3 separate regions of the Sus scrofa genome follow, and regions 1 and 3 are each linked to region 2. A link is a contact called in public HiChIP or PLAC-seq and promoter capture Hi-C data. All regions are on one chromosome and are shown on one strand. The core of a region is the stretch at or near the end of the contact, and the rest is flanking DNA. Distances in the headings are between cores, read along the strand shown. Region 1 holds the start of AKAP9 (A-kinase anchoring protein 9). Region 2 holds the start of PEX1 (peroxisome biogenesis factor 1). Region 3 holds the start of HEPACAM2 (HEPACAM family member 2).

Evidence for each region. Promoter capture Hi-C pulls out the DNA fragments that hold promoters and counts their contacts. HiChIP or PLAC-seq counts read pairs in DNA pulled down with a chosen protein or histone mark.
Region 1: a contact with region 2 is called in an H3K27ac HiChIP or PLAC-seq map of skeletal muscle, with 3 times the contacts expected there. The contact joins the promoter of AKAP9 here to the promoter of PEX1 in region 2. A contact is called at or near these places in 1 of 5 promoter capture datasets (fetal liver), 1 of 47 Hi-C or Micro-C datasets (heart right ventricle) and 1 of 2 datasets of contacts at active chromatin or transcription factors (skeletal muscle).
Region 3: a promoter capture Hi-C map of liver shows a contact between it and region 2, with 2.2 times the contacts expected there. The contact joins the promoter of HEPACAM2 here to the promoter of PEX1 in region 2. A contact is called at or near these places in 2 of 5 promoter capture datasets (fetal liver and liver) and 2 of 47 Hi-C or Micro-C datasets (embryonic fibroblasts and heart right ventricle).

What each region holds. Positions count from the first base shown.
Region 1 is chr9:71,894,165-71,897,474 of Sscrofa11.1, forward strand. It overlaps AKAP9 (A-kinase anchoring protein 9), which reads left to right and starts at 1,471. Exons shown (of 50, transcript NM_001253824.1): 1 at 1,471-1,750. The coding sequence starts at 1,703.
Region 2 is chr9:72,442,938-72,446,012 of Sscrofa11.1, forward strand. PEX1 (peroxisome biogenesis factor 1) reads right to left here and starts at 1,781. Exons shown (of 23, transcript XM_021102380.1): 1 at 1,431-1,781. The coding sequence starts at 1,679. It overlaps RBM48 (RNA-binding protein 48), which reads left to right and starts at 1,874. Exons shown (of 5, transcript XM_003130141.5): 1 at 1,874-2,017; 2 at 2,555-2,745. The coding sequence starts at 1,874.
Region 3 is chr9:73,073,442-73,076,949 of Sscrofa11.1, forward strand. It overlaps HEPACAM2 (HEPACAM family member 2), which reads right to left and starts at 1,431. Exons shown (of 10, transcript XM_021102395.1): 1 at 1,376-1,431. VPS50 (syndetin) reads left to right here and starts at 1,437. Exons shown (of 28, transcript XM_021102384.1): 1 at 1,437-1,597. The coding sequence starts at 1,505.

The DNA of each region.
Region 1 (3,310 bases), core at 221-2,720, 550 kb before region 2:
CAATATGTATGCATTGTGGATTCTGAGGACAAAAAGTCTTTTTTAAATCTAAGAATTTCTAAATTATGACTATTTAAAAATAGTCTTCAGTTTGTAGTGGACTTAAGATTTTTAGATCTTTAGTTTTTTTTTTCCTTTTCTTTTTTAAACCTTAGTTTTCACTTAACACCACTTCTATGATTGAACTCCGCTTATTTTAATTCATACCTGCTAGTTTTTCAGTCCAGCCTAATCCAAAACAAAGGAGAAACATGATCAACCTGAGAAATTAAAAAGTGTAGTTCACCCCAGGAATGGATTTGAGGGTAAGATGATGAGAAGGAAAAAGTATTGAGGGAACAGATGAAAATACAGGAAAGAGAGTCATGCTCAATTTATTAAAGTGGCTCAATTCAATCCAACAAGTGTTCATTGGGTGCAAAGCATTACGCTAGTCATTTTAGCAATGCCAAAATTAGCAAGATAGTCTTTGCCCTTAAGAAGTCAGGTATATGAGGTGAATTAAGAAGGGCGCAAGGTTTTAAAATATCACGCAGTATGCATACAGGAATACAAGGAGAGAGGAAACTGACATTAAGGATTTTTTAATATAACACATGTTAACTCATATATATTAACAACCCTTCCAAAACTTCCAGGTAAGCTCAAGGAAGATAGGTAACTTGGTTCAAGATCATCTAAGCTAGAAAGTTTATCCTGGCTTTGTCCTCAACCTAGGTTCCAAAGCCTAGGCTCATTTCAGGACACCATAACTAAGGGCAAGCTCCAAGGAGGAGTGGGAGGGGATTAAGATGAGGCTGGATACTCCCGGTTGCGGTGGAGGGAACAAAGAGATCAGAAAAGCTATTCCAGGCGGCGTGTGAGGTGGGCCTTTAAGGATGAACCCGAGATCGGAGAGGGACTTTCCGCTAAGGAAGCAAGCAATAAGAGCTACTAGCCGTCTTTGCAGCCCTCCGCAATAAGAGCTGCTAGCTGCCTTCCCCGTCCTTCGGGTGGAGGAGTCAATCTAGGTTGAAAAAGTGTCCGGTGGATCCTCTTCCCGATCCACCCTTACCCCCGTCTTTTCCTTTGGGACTTTTCAGCCTTCACCAATTTCGCCATCAGGCACTTGGGTTTTATTTTTTCTTTAGAAATTTGCAAAATCTCAAGGCTTTAAAAACGACCACTGAGTCCTTGGACAGTGGTGGGGGTCCGACTGGGTCCCCTGGCACACTCCCTCTCTCCCAACCCTCTCCGCCACCTGGAGAGTGGCGTTCGGCCCTTGGCGAGGGTGCTCTCCTAGCTAGTTTTTCGGGTGTGGGTGCGAGGATCGGAGGCCGGGCGGGGGTCGCCCTGGCTGCTGAGCACTGGGCCGGCGGGGGCGGGGCGCGCGGGACGGGGCGGGGCCGCGGGAGCACCTGCCCGGCGCCGCGAGGCTTGAGGCGGCTGCGCGGCTTGACGTGCCCCCCGCCCTCCCGCCCGTCCCGCCGTGTGTTTACGTGGAGACGAAGATGGCGGCTGCGGCGGTGACGACGCTGCTCGTGCGGCCGAGTACTGTCAGCCAGTGAGCGAGGAGACTGGTTCCACTCCGGGCGGGGAGGAGCGCCGGCCCGGCCCCGCGAGCGGGGCTGTGGAGCTTGCGGTCCCACCTCCGTCTGAACCGACCTTTCCTTTCTACTCTTGACCCCTTGCGTGTCTTCCCCCAGCCTTCCCCGCAGAAGCTATGGAGGACGAAGAGAGGCAGAAGAAGCTGGAGGCCGGCAAAGCGAGGGTAAGAGAACCGGAGGCCGCCCGGCCTGCGCTGGGAGGCGGTGGCTGGGAAGGGTTCGGAGGGGGCCTGGGAAGTGGAGATATTGCAGCACCGGTGCGCTGCCAGGGAGGGAGGTGCTGCAGGGTCCGCATTTCCCCTCGCCCTCTTCTCTCCCTTTTCCAATTGAAAAAGCTTAGTGCTATACTACCTAGCGGATATTTCCGTGAGGATTGGGTGGTGTGGCTCCTTTCTCATTTGAACGCCCAAATAAAATCCCTCTTTTACCGTATTGCTCTAATCTGGTATTTATTGCTTATAAATTTCCATCCTTTCACTTTTTTTTTTTTTTTTTTTTTTTTTTACTTAGGGACTTTTCTGGGTAGTGGAGGCATTGTGCTCTTCAGGGTGGGGATTTGGGGCTTTTCTTTATTCGGTAAGGGATTTGTACGCTCATCATTAGCTAGGCTTTCTTAGGTGGCACGCTGGCACTCTTGGGTGTGTGATTGGCCTGTGACAGCTGCCTCAGCAGTGGCAAGAGTGTGCCACAAGTGCCAGCTGTGAACTTCGCTTTAGGGGCGTTTTTAGGAGCCTGGCTTTGTATGTTTGTGTTTGGAGGTCTTTGTCATGGCATGCGCTTTGTATTGTGTGGAATAGTAATGCAGTCTGTGAATGGAACTTCAGGGGACGAAGGGTTCCATATTCTAAGCAACACCTATAGAATTCCCGCTTTAAATTGAATTTTACCTCTCTCTATATAATCTTGTTGAGTCCCTGTTTTATGTATGTGTATGAAAAAAAACCTGTAAAGCAAACAACGCAAAATCATACACAGGTATTATTCACTTGGCTTCACAAAAAATTTGGCAAGACAAAATATAACCTAAATAGGATATTTCTTTTAAAAATTACATGTTTGAGTATTTTTTTTTTTTTTTGGCCACTCTAAGGCCCCCTTCCTCCCTGTAATGAAATTACTGTTTATAGATTATAGTCTGTTTTATTAGAGATGATTGTTAGCAGTCATTTTTGGACCACGATTAAATTATAATGTAGTTAACTGTTTCTTCTCTCTTCTTCACCTTTCCCTCCTGCCAAATAAACAAGTTAAGGAGATTGGGGTCTATGATTTCAGTAATCCCTGAAGCACACATTGCAGAGATACAGTAGTAGATGGTTAGCACAGGTTCCTTAAATGAATGTAAGTATATAAACTATCTTGATATTATCTACGGTCAAAGCTTAAGTCCTTATATGTTATCAGGCAGACATTATTTTAGAAGCTATACGTGGAGGAAAAAGGGAATCAAGGCATCTTTAGATGCTCAAAGTTGATTAAATTTCTGCAATCTGAGTATATGAGCGCGATCTATGAATCCAAGAAAGTGGAAGTGTGCCCTTCCCTACAAAAGTATTGAAGCTCTACTTAGACATTTTGCTTGGCTCTTTGTTACTTCAGAATTTTTACAGCCTGCCTCCAGAAGTATACTTTCCTAAATATATGTGAAGCAGTCCAAATAAAATGCTTAGGACAACACATTTCACAATAGAGGATTCATTTAAGTTGCTTTGATTCAACAAAAA
Region 2 (3,075 bases), core at 531-3,030:
TTCCATGCTTCCAAATTTTCTATAAAGCATGTACTACTTTTATAATTGGGGAAAAAAAGTAGGCCTAATCTGCTGATATAGGCTGGATAGAAACAAGTTTTTTCCAAGGCTAAAGGGATTTATATTTCAAAAAAAAATTTCATGAACTAATTCTTACTGAAGCCTCAAAATGTAAAACAAAGATCAAGACCACTAAATTCTTAAATAGTGATGAAGGTAAAACAGCATCCACATCTTAGATAAAATTATCAGTTACTCTACATTACTATAAACTCATTAGGTGGGGATTTGAAGGCACGTGGAAAATCATCAAAGCTGAAAGCACAGGGCAGGGAGCAGCTACCTGGGACCAGGTGATAATAACTAACTCATCTCCAGCCAGAAGGAAGCTTATCAGGGCCAAGAGACTGCCTACTTTATAGTAAAAGAAATAATGGCAGGATCTGTTGAAATTAATGTGCTATGAAAGATAGGGGAAAATACTCTAGAAAAGGAGTTACAGAGAAGTAGCTAAAATGGAAAAGGGAGATATTTGAAATTATTGCAAACTGTTGAAATTACTGCAAACCAGTGGGTACTATGCATTCAGGATTTTCGAAGATTTCAAACAGCCTATCCTTTTAGCCCCTTAAGCAAGCACGCTCAAACTCGTAAACCAGGTGTCTCCACTTTACAATTAGGAAAATACAGATGTTGCATCTCTGTAACCATGCAAGTGTTAGAGCTATGAACCGCCACAACCACAAGGTGCAGAGCGCAAGTGAAAACAGAGGTTCAAGGAATTCTAACTACCTATGACCAAGTATGCATACTCCCACAGCACATTCCTGGAGCACCCCGGAGGTGTTTGGAGACACAGGAAGAAGGTTCATATTAATCTATCCCGCTCGTGGGACACAGGGCTCCACCTCTGTTAACCAATAGAGACTTCACAAACCAAGTCCGCCCCTCTTTCTGAAGGCCGGGACCACAGCCATGCAAGCACCTGGAAATCGCTGGCAGGAAAAACGTTTTCTAATAATGAAACAAAACAGAACAGAATCCCAAAAGACAAACAAACCCGACTTCTCAAGAGCTTTTCCAACCTGGAGTGAGGAATAGTTGAACGAAGAGGGAGAATATCGGGGCGTTTCAAAGCCCAGTTCCGGCGAGTAAAAGACCTGGAATACAGCAGGTCAACTCAAAGAAGCCGTGCTGCACTAGACGTGATGTGGCTGTCAAGAGCGCCCAGGCCAGCCCTGCCCGCAAGGGGTCCTCAGTGTGGCCTCTGAACCGGTCGGCGGGGCTGGGAAAGCAGCCCTAATCCCGCCGCCGGGAGAGGCCTGAGCGGCCGCTGCGTCCCTAAAAGGCCTGGGTCTCGGCCGACCGCAGACTGGCCAGCAGCTGTCCCAAGTCGGTGGTGAGAGCCCGGCACCAAGCGGGCGCCTTACCTGCAGCAGGTGTAGCTGGGCCACAAGGCGCCGCGGCAAGTGGAGGAAGCAGTCGCGAGCGTTGGTGAAGGCCACCGTCACGGCCGCCCCGCCTCCGCCAGCACCCGCCAGGCGATCGCCGCCCCACATTGTCTGCAGGCACCGACCCCCAGCCGCCCAACCTATCTTTCCCGGGCCAACCCCGCAGGTCGCGGGCGTCGGACCCGGAGACGATCGATCGGCCCCGCCCCCTAAGGCCCCGCGGCGCATCCGGAGCGGGAGGGGCCAGCACGCCTGCGCCTGTTCTCAGGGCCTTTCCGCCGCGCCGCTGGGGGGCGACACGTTCTTCACCAAATCCTCGCTCACAGGAAACGATGGCCGACGGTGTCGATTCTTCAGCCAATCTCGGAACGCCTTAACTCACCCCTCTCTCTTATTGGGTAAACGGTGGGGCAACGGGGCGGATGTTGTCGTTCGCGAGGGATAACACCGGCAAGATGGCGTTGAGCGGCGGGCAGCTAGGAGGCTTATTCGATCACCACGTCCAAAGGGCTGTATGCGACTCGCGGGCCAAGTATCGAGAGGGGCGCCGCCCTCGCGCTGTCAGGGTAAAGTGACTTTGGTTTCAATCGCTATCCCCGGTAGCTTTCTGTGAGTTCCAGCTTCACATGCCCAGCTTACGTAAATAACATCTTGAGAGGCTGCGGTCACATCGATTAACTGAAGAAGAATATGAAAAACGCTGGTACTCAAGTACCAAAGATGCTTGAGTGCTCTTTAGTCTACTGCTAGAACCTCAGCTCCGTGAGAAGAGGGCTGTGTTTCAGTCACTGTATCTTCCGTGTTTACAGTGGTCCTTGTTACATGGTAAACGCTCAGCGAATACTTGTTAACTCGTCCCTGTAACTTCTACCGAGCTAATTTGTGGAAAACACATTGATGGAAGATAATGTTACGTGCTTTAGCTAAAGGCCTTTGCAAGAAGGGTAAACTATTCATTATGTAGAGAGAGGGGCAAGTTTTTAGATTTCCTGTTTTTATGCAAACCAGTCGAAAGGTGTTTTTTTCAACTTTAAAAAAATATAGGATTAGATTTGTCCCAGGCTTCTTTGTGAAATACATTTAATGTGTCTGATTTCTTATAGGTTTACACGATCAATTTGGAATCTCGGTACTTATTAATACAAGGAGTTCCTGCAGTCGGAGCCATGAAGGAATTAGTTGAGCGATTTGCTTTGTATGGTGCAATTGAACAGTATAATGCTCTAGATGAATACCCAGCAGAAGACTTTACAGAAGTTTATCTTATTAAATTTCTCAATTTACAAAGTGCAAGGTAATATGCAAGTTAAACAGTGTCTCATTTTCTCCATTCCCGTTGCCTACATTTGGCCTCCCTCATTCATTTCTGAATTACCCAGTAACTAACATGACCCTGTATTCTTCTAGTCTTTTTAAATGTTAGCCCTACCAAACTCTTTCTATCACGTCATTCCCATGCTTAACAATTTTTTTGTGTGTGTAGTATGGTAGATTAAAAATTGGTTTGGGAGTAAATTTTCAAGTTTCACTGTTTACTAACATCATGACCATGGACAGGTTACTTGACCCCATTAAGACTGTTTTCTTATTCTTTAGACACCAGTATGGTAAAAGGACCTACTTA
Region 3 (3,508 bases), core at 181-2,680, 630 kb after region 2:
GAATTAAGACTATAATACTTCATAGTTGTAAGGTGCTTTAAAATTTATAAATTGTACTTACCTACATCCTCTCACTTATTCTTACAAAACCTAAGTCAAATAATACAACCTCATTTGTAAAAATAAGATTCTGAGCGATCAAATAGAATTTCAGAGTTGTAAATAACCTCTATTTTAGTGTCCCCAAACTACAGTCACTTGCAAACCACTTTTATTATTTTTGCCATATCTGACCACCACCCATACTACTGTTTATCTAATATTTTTCATTAGTTAGGCACACTTTTAGCATTTCTTTAGTTGTCCTAAGACATATTTTTCAAACCACAGGTCTGTGTCTTATTTTTTTCCTAATAAACATTAATGAAAACAGATGCAAAATTTAAAAAATCATTAGTATCACACTTTAGGACCCACTCTTCAACACCATACATGAAACCCTTACTTAAAACATCTGGATAATCAGTCCTGTTTCTGCTTGCACATCTGCAGTAATCTTAGGCAAGTTGCTTAGTTACTCCATACTTTAGTTTCCTCATTTTGAAAATGGGTAAAATAGTACCATACCCAGAAGAAGGATGTGTGGATAAATGAGATACCATATGTAAAACTATTAGAGTTTTTGTCATGTAAGCTCTCAACAAATGTTAGCTATTACTGTTAGCTCTCAGTAGCTTTTTTTCTGGTATTCTCATAATTAGAAAGTTGGTTTTTAAATTGAACTCCAAACGACTCCCCTATTCCTTTCCTCACTTTAAATAAATTGCTGAAAGTTGAAAAGAGGATGCTCAAGTGACATTTATACTGGTTATTATTGTTATATTTTCCATCTTGCCTTTCCTTAGATGACACAGGTGGCAAACTGATAGGTGGGTGTTAAAGCCTGTGGTTTTGGTGTTCTGCAGTGGATGCCAACACTAGGACTGAGGAAGAACAGTCCTAACTCTGGACAGCGGCCTACTGGACAACGTGGACCACACTTTTCCTCAGGCCGGATCCAGCGCTACCTGGGGAGTGCTAAGTTCTCAGGTCACTTCTTGGAGCGTGCTTTCCCTAGCTTCCCCGTCCCTTCGCGTCAGCCTCTCGTCCTCCGACCCCGCCCCTCTAGACCAGGTAGGGTTTCCTCCATTTCACTCCTAGGGGGAATCGCGTCAGTTTGGTTTATAATACCGTCTTCTCAGTGTTTGTTCCTGTCGCTCAATACTTGGTCACCCAGTAGGTTTTCGCCTCGCCGAGGAAGAGCTACCTCAGGCCAAGTACCTCTTTAAAGACCGGCGACCATCGCCGTCACTCAGAGGAACAAGATTTGTTGGTTTAACCTCGGAGTCAGCTGTTTTGCGTGCCGGGAAATGTAGTACCTGGGCCTTCCTCTCACCTCCATTGCAGGTACCGGCGGGGGCCGGAAGACTGCAGTTCCCAGCATGCTCGAGGAAAGGAAGGAGACCCGGAGTTGGCAGCTCCACGTGACCACTCACTATGGCTTCCTTGTGTCGGGGCCAGCTGTATGGTGGTGCTGAGTGATTTGTTAATTCTCTGCGGCAGGGTATACCCTCGCGGTTCCGACATGCAAAAAATCAAATCTCTAATGACCCGACAGGTAAGTCGAAGGGGCTGAAGCAAAGGCCTCTTTCTCCGTTGGGAGAGGAACCGGGATGTTGTGTCCCTGGGCCGCGGCAGGCAGAGACCTAAGTTATAGGTGGTGGCAGGTGGCAGAGGCATTAGAAAGCCTGGGCACACTCTGGAAAGCTCAGACGAGCGGCCGTATTTGGAGCCCTGATCAGGCGGGTCCCGGTGACCCAGAAACATTTCTTTAGACAAGGTCAATGTGGGAGTCAGAGGCTATTTTTGCCTCTCCCCCCCCCGCCCCCGCTTCTCCCTTTTGCCAACTTTACAGTGACAGCCCTGTCTATCCTGCAGAGTTTCTTTTGTCCAGGCTGCCTGTAGGCTGTGAGCAGGTGGCCTGGGTAGGGAAGTGAGGTCTGTGTAATAGAGATGGCTGAAAAGAGTGAAAAAAGAGGATAATTTGAACATAGAATTGGTAGTTTTATGACTTTGAGCAAGTCCCTAAACCTAGTAGCTTTAATTTCCGGATGTGAAAGTGAGAATGATAATTATTTTTGTTCATCTTGTCTCACAGTTTTGTTAGGGGATTCATCAGTAAGTTAGTATATGCGAAATAATACTTTAAAAAAAATCCATGTCATGTTAAAATAATGATCTTTTATTTTTCGCCAGAATCCTAATTCATGAATAAAACCTTTGGCTCTTTTCTATCTCATTTCATAAAAGTTAGAGACTTCCTAATAATGTGTCAGCTTCTTTCATGTAAGAAGTGGCAGAAATGTACTTTTATGTGCTTTTTGATTATGGTTTGACTTTAGATACCTTTATTTCAACTCTTTTTACTACAATTGGCTATTCTTTATTATATTTATATGAGAGAAGTGTAATTTAGAGTTTTAAGTCAATGTGGTTTTGAGAACTTAGGAAAATGTGGAGGATAATCATTTAGTGAAAGGTTCATTTACGAGGTTTTTTTATTGTTGATTAAAAAAAAAGCCTGCAAGCTCCAAATTAAATTCTTATTTCCTAGTTCAGAATTGAGAGATATCCGAATAGGTTACACATTGTAGATCTCTGGTGAAGAATACAAGAATCCTATATGATTATTTTACTTCTGTCAAATTCTACTGTTAATATCATGAAAAAAAATAAAATTAAGAAGTCTGTGAATAATAAAAGATTTAAGTAAGTAGGTAGTAACATTTAGAAGCCCCTCATATTTGTTGAGTATGGGTTCGTACCTGAAGATGGGTTTGGGTCCTGCTCCATCCTGTAGTAGCTGTGTGACTTTGAGCAAGTTACCTAATTTTTTTCAGTATTTATTTTAAAGAAAATAGGAATGATAACATGTAGCTCATGGAGCTTTTATAGTGGTGATATTTATATGATATGATCAAAGTAAAGAGATTAAAAAAAGGGGTTAACACAGTTCCTGGGCCTTGTCAAGGAAGTCTGTGATCATAGAGATGATCTCAGTGGCTGCATTGATAGTGGGAAAGTGGGAAAAATTGGAAGCCAGCTGTTGCAGTAACTCAAACGATAGTTGATTTCCGGCTGAGTTTGGTATCCCTTTGATTTTTAAAATAATACACGCTTATGTATATTGTATCACCAGTACACCTAAACTACCTTTGGAATGCTGAATTTGGACCTCTGTACATCACCTAAGTTTGGTGTTTCCTCTTGCTTGTTGAGCAATTCATTGTGGTCAGTATTGCCGTCATTGTGCAGCAACTTTGGTTGGTTTGTTTTTTGACTTTATTTTGTAATAGTGAATGGGAGATAAAAAAATTATACAAAGTTCAGATCCAGTGATAATAAATTTATGTCTCCTAAATGTAGTGAAATTGTTCTGAGAATGGTATTTCTTCACCCTCAATCAAGTTGCTTATTGGATTGAGCAGGTAAAGTCTGTGCTTTGTTGGGATGGAAAAAAAAACCTAAA